Linked DNA regions of Arachis hypogaea: region 1 is linked to region 2. Evidence: chromatin contacts called from public Hi-C data. All regions are on one chromosome and are shown on one strand. Each heading gives the region's core, a stretch centred on a gene start, on an enhancer-like site or on the middle of the called end of the contact. The rest is flanking DNA. Distances are from core to core; before and after follow the strand shown. Region 1 holds the start of LOC112765630 (probable methyltransferase At1g29790). Region 2 holds the start of LOC112765745 (reticulon-like protein B16).

Region 1 (4,293 bases), core at 121-2,620, 170 kb after region 2:
GGGGCATCAACATTCAGAGTACTAGTAACCACAGTTACATTCCTTTCGGCCATTCTAGCGGCAAAGGAGCCAGAGCCACCTCCAAGATCAAGCCCAACTCTGATTCCACCACTTCCCAGTTCCAACACATCATCAATGAGAAAGTCATTCTTACCCCTAGCCTTAATAAACCTCTGACTCTCATAACCATTAAGCAAATCAAAACAGCCAATACACTCTCTATTCAACTTCTTCCCATTCAAACACTGAAAATTCTTACAACTAAGACCACTCCAGTTAACAGTTTTATTAGCAACAAGTTTCCAAAGTGAATCAGGAAAAGGATAAAGGCCGACCTTGGAAACGAACTTAGCAAAACACCTTCTTCGAGGCAAAGGCTCACAGGCACGCAAGATAAGCTTCTGCGCCAAAATCCAATCATCTTGGCAGCTTCCATAAACCTTGTAAGTCATGTACTGAGACAACAAGTCGGAGGATTTCTCGCAGGAATGGCCAACAGATGGCACCATCTCAGTGATTCCAGTCTTGGAATCCTTGCCGAGAGGGAGCTGGTGTTGCTGGAGAAAGAGTTTGAGCTCGGGTGCAATGTTGGGCCTTGAAAGATCGATGGTATCGTAACCGAGAAGCTGTTTCTCCATCTGGGCAAGCTTCTTCTGAGAGGAATCGATCTCGTTGAGTATGAGCTGGACCTGCTCGGAGATGAGGGAGAAGTTCTTGTGAGCATGCTGGAGGAGAAGGTGCTGGCTTTGGTGGTGTTTGTTGGAAGCGGTGAAAGCGTAGAGTGCGAAGAGGTTGGTGGTGATAACGGAGAATATCATGAGGATGTTGACAGCTGAAGAACACACAGTGGCACTCTTGAATCTCGCAGTTCCATCGCCTATCTTCAGAGAAACAGAACCCATCTCAGTGAGAGTTTTGAGTGTTCCAAACTCAGTGATGGATAGATTTGGATATCTCGTGAATGAAGGAACTCTTCTCACACTCTCACTGCAACACTCTTGTCGGTTGCGCTTGTTACTTACTTATCAACATGTGAGCTTTTCATTATTCGCTTCAAACAAATGCGCAGTGCTTCCCTCTCTCTGCACTTACTACACCGCAGCGGAATATGTGTCGTACTGTCTATTTTCGTTTTCCATTACATATTATTTTGATATGATAGTTGGGGATAAAACCGCCTCAAATTTCGTAATCTCCTTCCGTTTTAGCGATTGCCACAACCCTCGTTAGATTTTGGTAGATAATCTCCGCTATTTCCAGCACATACTAGCGGATTATAACTTCCGCAAAGACATTTCAAACTCCACTTCACTACCACAAAAGCACCACCATCTACATTAAAAAATCGCCGAATTTTCTATTTAATATTTCGTATAAAGATTAATTCTCCATTATTTATTTATTTATTGGTTGGAAGTGATCAATTACATTAATCTTCAAATCCAAGTGTTGGGCAGAGGGCACTAGTGCCCAATACATCAGTAATTTGCAATCTTGCATGACTATCTTAAAAAGAACAGCATATAGTTTTGTTACTGAGATTACTCTTCTATCTATTAGGTGTTACAAGTGCTAGAGACTTTAAAAAACATTTTTTCACTCCACAGATCCACTGCAATAAAAATTTGAAAATTCTATTAGCCAGACCAGGAAGAAACCACACCAAGGGATGCAAGCCATGCTATAATTACTGGAATCCCCCTCTGAATTACAATAGTTACTCGAATCCCAATTTCAAAGGTCAACAAAGACCATCTCTTGCATAGTTTGCGTTTGGATAATAATCTAGTATCATTTGACAGCTTTTTGTCCTAAAATATAACTAAGCTTAAGAGCTTACAGTGAGCAAAACAAATTCTAGGATGAAATTACTGCAGTTTCAAATTTTGCATTCAGAAACAATAATTATTACACGAGTCACATGCATATTTGTTTAATCAATATCAATAATTCAACTCTAAAATACAGCAAAGCACAGAACAGCCGTGATCTCATGTCATGTACTCTCCCCGCCAAAAAGAAATGAGAGAATGTGTGAGAAAATTGGAACATTTTCTGGCTGTTGGTAGGTTCAACAATACATGACTATTGCTTCTTCTCCTCTGCTTTCCTGGGCTGAAAAGAAGGGCACATGAAAGAAAAAGAAAATTAATAGAATAGGTATAGATCATATATTTAAATGGACGGAATGATATTGAGAAACATAAATTGTAAGATCATGCAGAGAAATTAGTTGCATTTTGCAAAAGCATATGTATTACTAGTGCATCAATGAGTAACCACATAAAGATAGCATACAGACAACTAATATGGATTATTATATAGCATTATTTATATATCCGGGGAAGAAATTATGTCCATCTTATAGCAAAATTCTGGAACATACAGTTAATCAATACGGATGGTTTCTTCTTTGCTGTTTCTAGCAACATATGACATGTACCTTGGTAGTAAAATCAATGAATCCATAGTGCACACTTAGGAACTTCAATTTATCTCAGAATTGTAATGTATCTTCCTTATTCTATATAACAATACAAGCAAAAAATACCTTGCAAACACCCTAATAAAAATGTGCAATTTTGCATTAAAATTTATTACAGGCAAGATCAAATTAAAGTAGGATATCAGGCATGAAGAACAGGAAAACCACCAAACTCATCATTGCTCCTATGAGAAAAGCTATACTCATCATGCGACAAAGAGATTAAATGCGACATCCACTACTCATATTTGAGATTGAAAAATGCAATCCATGGATGTTTAAGTTTGAAAATCAAAATTACTGTCCCAGATAAATGTAAGAGCAGTTTTCCGTTTCCATACAATTCTAAATTCCAAAAGTAAAGACGATAATGCAGCACCAATTACCATCCAGAAAGTAACAGAAAAAGATCCGCAATGAAATAAAAAGCAGAGAATTAACATTGAAAGGAACCGCACCAAACATAATCGCAAGTAAACAAAATCGATAAAGCGAGAAAAAACAAACCTTGACGCCAGGTGCGGGCTGAGATAGCTCTTCTTTGGGAATGATGACGGGCCATGACTCACCAGCTTCTCGGAACATCTGCTCGGTCTCTAGGGTTTGGCCTTTTTCAAGAATCATGGTCCTTATGCTCTGTGCAGGGGTTGAGGTCGCATCGAAGGCTTGCTCGACGCCGTTGACGAAGGTCACCGTGATCTGCGGCGGGTGTTCGTCGGTTCGGCGCTTCACCTCCACCTGGCACGCAGGGTTTGATTCCCTCGCCTTGCGTGAGTTGCACTGTGCCATGAACTCCATACACGATGCTATTCGCGGGTCCAGCGCATTGTACTCGATCTTCACTTTTGATAGGAACTTCAACATTTTCTCACTCGGAGGTGATGGAGAGCAAAACGCCACAACCGCACCGGAGAGATTTTCCGATGTGATGGAAACACCACAAATTGCAAGACGAAGTTTTTTGCTGACAATGGTTTAGGGTTCCATTTTTACACATGAGCTCGTTACTGGGGAAAAAAAATCCGAGTTAGCCTGAGTTCTCTCTAGTTTTTTTATTATTATTATTGAAAAACATTTCGTATAAGTAAACTAGCATTTGCATCAAATGCACCGGATTAAATAATTTATTTTTACTATAAAAAAATTGTTTGTTTTTTATAATATTTTTTACTTTTTGTTATATTAAAATTCCGTGAACACATGCATATAATTTTAAAATCTAAGTTTGTTCTATGTTAATAATATATGTTCTATTGTACTAAAGATTATCAACGTTGGTCTAAATATATATATTAAGTACAAAATAAAAAATAGTTAAATGTGTTATTAAATAACATTTCTTCATAAAAAAACGAACTAAATTTCACTTAAAATTTAAATCACTTTTTTATTTCAGCCGTAGTTAAAACCATTTCAATAAATTGTTCTTCTATGAAAAAAATCTTAAAAATAAAAATTTCTTTCTTTCTTCTACACATTTTGTAAAAAATTTTCAATAAAAACCAAATTTATATTTATATTTATTTTTGTTTTTCAAAACATTAAAACTGAATTTATTCACTTTACTTGATGATAATATTATGATATGAAGTCTGTTACACATACAAGTCTTTTTGTCTTACAAGTCTTACAAATTGGCACAAGTCCAATAAAACACGCATTACACTCCCACATTCAAGAGTAAATAAACGCACGTTATTCAACCACTTCCTGTTTCCAAAACGCGCTACTTACCATGCATTATGAACGACTCTTCTTCTTCTTCCTCCATGAAAACGATTTTTTTTTTTGCCAAATTTAAAGATAAT
Region 2 (4,583 bases), core at 1,875-4,374:
TTGTTGATCTTGACCCGGAATGAAGCTGCTACATTATTGACCATCTCCTCTGACACTACTAGCTCTGGTAATGTTGGTGGTTGTCTGCAGTTAAAAATTAAAATAAAATAAGACAGGCAATGATCATGCTCACTTTAAAATGATGAAAAGCATGTATTGCAGAACAAGGATTACTGATCATACTTATTTCTAAGGGCCGCATAGTTAGCACGCAGAAACAAGAGTACAATCAAAATCAGCAAGACATCTGAACAAATGGTTAAAAAGGGTAAACTGGTCCAATCAACCAGGAACCAGGCAATTGTTGCAACAACAATGACACCCACGGAAAGTTGCCATCGCTTCCACAATAGAATATCAGCAACTACAATAGAAACAAAGGAGAGAATTAGAAAGAGTTAATACTTCAGAATTAGTATATACATGTCCAAAAGGGGGAAAATGAAAGTATGGATGCTCAAGAAGAAAAAGAATGTTTGTGAAGAAAAAGAGTTCCATTCATCTAAAAAACAAATAACCAGTATAAATTATATCTTCATATCAAAATTTTCAACTCCAACAAATATCAATGTAATACCCGACCTGTTAGATTTATAACAAAACAAATGGAAGATAGAGTATGCAGACCCAAAAGAGAAAGTTAAAATAGAACTTCAATCTCTTACCAACGGTAGTAGGAAGCTGTGCGTCGTATTCAGACATGAAACCAACTCTTCGAAATGTAAGTCGTAGCCCTACCAAATAGACTGCCCTGATCTGGACAAATAACTAACGCGTTAGTTGAATTAATACCATTACTGGCAACAAGCTTCACAGTGACAGCATCAAAATAAGTGTTCCATATTCAATCATCACTGCCCAAATCATAATAATCTTCCAAATCTCCAATGCAACTAATACATCAACACCAATAAACTCAAGAAACTGGAAGCACGAACAAACATACAATTACATTTAATAAATAAACTTACTCAAAGCTTCACAAAGATGATACAAACAAAACTTCCCCACAATTCGAACTAATGCTTTAGGTTAAATTACCAAAATCACAGGCATAACCATCAAAGCCAAGAAATTTTCTTTGTTACACAATCTACACAAAATACAGTGATTAAACATGGCATGATCCCACTCATAATTAGTATGGATATATAATAAACAACCAATCGAACAATTATTTTAACGGGAAAAGATATTGAAAGCCAAATTACATGGTTTCTTCAACGTAACGATGATTCAAATAGAATCTTATAAAAGCACGGTTAGTAAAGCGTAGGGTTAGGGGAGAGAAACATGAATCAGATCATCAAATTCTGTGTGATAAACCCTAGAATTTGATAAAAGCAAGGTTAGAAGAGAACGCTGAAAGGGAAAAAGAAAGAAAACTAGGTGGAACGTTGCTTGGTTGAAAATTAGGGTTTATGAAGGGTGAATCAAATGGAATCAAATGTTGGTGACTCCTCTCAAATTCTGGAAGGAAGGAAGAAATGAAGAATACTCAAAAGGTAGTTAGTATTTACCAGCTGACTTAACCCTTGCTAGCTGGTAAGTTAAGGCACAAGTGTGATCCTTTTCCTTCTCATACTTATCAAAATCGAATGGATAATCAACTCACTCAAAGTGCTGGATCAGGGAATGTAGATTAGTAGTTTAACCCATAGTTATCAAAATCGAACCAGTAATTTACCCGGTCACACACCCGGGTCACCGGGTCAGTGGGTTACAGGTTCAACTGGTGGGTCATTGATTCATTCGGTTGACCCGGTCATAATTAAATAAAAATATAAAATTATAAAAATAAAATTAACATCAAAAGTTGAAACTTAAAATGATGTCTTCACAAACATATTAATAACAATCAAGTATCAATTCTTAGACATAACTAATTATGCAAAAAGAGATAATAAACTAATCACTAGTACAAAATACTTTCTAAATTTAAATGAACAAGAGAGGGCGAAAAATCACACAATCAGTAAATCAAATCCAAAAAATAATCTGAAAATTGACATCTATATCTTCATAGGACAAATTTGAAGCTTGACCGACATTTCCTTCATTTTAATTTGCATCTATATCTTCATTTGTGTATTTTTCACAAATCAATACCAAGAATAATTCATAATAATACAAACAGAAAGCATGGAAACAACAATTTAACTGAATAATTTTATTCTGAGTTGCAGAGAACATGAACCCCATTTTCAACAACAAATTCAACTATAATAATTTTCAGCAACAAAAGATTTAGCTCAAAAGATGATTTACAGACATCAGCATAAAATTTGGCCAAGTAATTATTTCACCAAGACAACAATAGCTTCAATCGTAATGATAATTAATAACAATTTTAACTCAGTGCTGATTTTCAGTAACAAACAAATTCAAGTGAGTGTTTATTACATCAACAAACTCAACGTTCAATCAGAAACAAATTCATTCAGCAATGAATAAATTGAAGTTAAGTGATTATTTCAGCAAGACAACAAATTCAACGTTCAGTGATAATCAGGAATAAATTGCAGCAACACATTCAACTTTCAGCAACAAATTTAACTTTCAGTAACAAAATCAAACTGCAGTTATGAATTACAGCATCGAAATTGAAACAGAAAGAAAGGGGGAATTTGTTGGAACTCACCAAATCGGGTTGCGCCAAGGAAGCTGACGGCGAGGCTCCAAGCAAGAAGACGAACGAAGACCAGCCCACCGGGACCTGCTGCCTCTGCTTCTGGTGACGGCGAGCGTAGGCGAAGGCGCGCGACTGGGTTCCGTGTGGTTCCGTCTGGTTCTCCCGCCCGCGAAGCGAGCCCAGGAAGGCGGTGACTCAGCTTGAGACGGTGAGGACAGAGCGCTGACGAGCTTGATTCCAAAACGGTGAGTGCCAGACCGAGAGAGAAGTGACACACCGGAGACGAGAGTGGCGTAGAGAGGTGAGAGAGCTTGAGGGAGAGAATGGCGAGAAAGAGACCCCAAAGGAGAGACGTTGAGGCTTGAGGGCAGGGGTGGGTCACTGCGGATCAGATTAGGGCATTTGGGGGTGGGGGTTGGCAAACATAGTTATCAAAATCGAACCGATAATAGACCCAGTCTACTGAATCAATAGATTATTAATTCAACTTATGGGTTATAAGTTGAATCGATAAATTCGGTTATAATAAAATAATTATATAAAATTTAATTTTTTTATAATAATTTTTTTATATTAAATTAATTTATTTTTTTATTTATTAATTAAATAGTATCTATTATATTATTTAAATATATATTAAAATATATTAATATTAATAGATGTCATATAATTATCAATAACAAAAAATATTATGATTAGTAAAAGTTTTTTGCTTATTTTTTTTAATTTATAGATATTTAACAAAGTTTAATGTTTATTTTAATAATTATATATAATTAAAAATTAATTAATTTAAGAAAGAATAAATATAAAATAAAAAATTAAATTAATATGAACACTATTCATTAGAATAAAAAGACAAAAAAATAAAAAATATTTTAAATTAACATGACTAAAAGAATTAATACATAAAGTTATTAATTAGAATATGTCTAATAGTTTGTAATATATTTATAAAAAGGCATAATATAATACAAAGACTAAACTTGGTCTAGTGGTTGAAGACTCCTTTATATTTTGAAGGTGTCAAGTTCGAACTCAGCAGATCAACCGATCAGGTTCAATTCTAGGTTTAGGCCATATTTGACCGAGTTTTTTGAATTTGACCGATTTGTTCGTTTGTTCCGATCTGGATTTGATAACTATGTTGGCAAACGACGCCGTTTCTTTTTTTAAAATTATGTATGAGCCGGTCTGGGTCATATAAACCGGGTGGATCACCGGTTTTATTAAAACCCGTCTGGATCAATTTGGTTTTTGCCGGGTCTGATACAAGAGTGGTCTAATTAGTGGCTCAACCCGACCAAATGACTGGGTGACTAGGTCTCTGATCGAACTGGCCGGATCGAGTCAAATTTGATAATTATGGTTTAACACATGAATCACTAATTAAATTATTTCTTTTAAATTTAATTCAATAAATATAAAATATATATAATATATATAATATTATTAATATCTAATAATAATATGTTGTTTCGCTTTTCAGATTTTACAATAAAATATATGAATAAACTATCAAATATCGTTTTAATGTTTTTTCATATTCAATGGTATTAACACAGATGAAAATGATAATTATCTTATTTTTTAGTGCTAAAATAGTAAAATATAATTACTAAAATATCAATAAGACGATATTATGAGTTCATTTCAATACTCAATTTATTACATTTTGTGATTAAATTACAAATATTTTTTTAAGAGTGTTTTGTTTTTTGGTTTATAAGTAATTCACAGAAACTCAATCTGTCAAAGCAGGAACAATCTGTTACACAATGCTTGCAATAACGAAAACATCACCACATATCAAGAATATGCCATAACCTATGAGTTTATTTCAATACACAAAATATTTTGTTTTACTATAATGTTGTTATCCATGATTTCTAATTTTGAACACAAAATTTAATATGCTTTAACAAAGATTAACAAAGTTTTCAACCCAATT

Evidence for each region. A called contact is a pair of places that touch in the nucleus more often than the background predicts.
Region 1: a contact with region 2 is called in a Hi-C map of leaf, with 4 times the contacts expected there. The contact joins the promoter of LOC112765630 here to the promoter of LOC112765745 in region 2. A contact is called at or near these places in 6 of 8 Hi-C or Micro-C datasets (leaf and an unstated tissue).

What each region holds. Positions count from the first base shown.
Region 1 is chr17:110,212,888-110,217,180 of arahy.Tifrunner.gnm2.J5K5, forward strand. LOC112765630 (probable methyltransferase At1g29790) reads right to left here and starts at 1,371. Exons shown (of 1, transcript XM_025811517.3): 1 at 1-1,371. The coding sequence starts at 902. It overlaps LOC112764893, which reads right to left and starts at 3,480. Exons shown (of 2, transcript XM_025810712.3): 1 at 2,993-3,480; 2 at 1,859-2,115. The coding sequence starts at 3,349. The coding sequence ends at 2,086.
Region 2 is chr17:110,036,828-110,041,410 of arahy.Tifrunner.gnm2.J5K5, forward strand. LOC112765745 (reticulon-like protein B16) reads right to left here and starts at 3,125. Exons shown (of 7, transcript XR_011875503.1): 1 at 2,642-3,125; 2 at 666-756; 3 at 184-364; 4 at 1-84.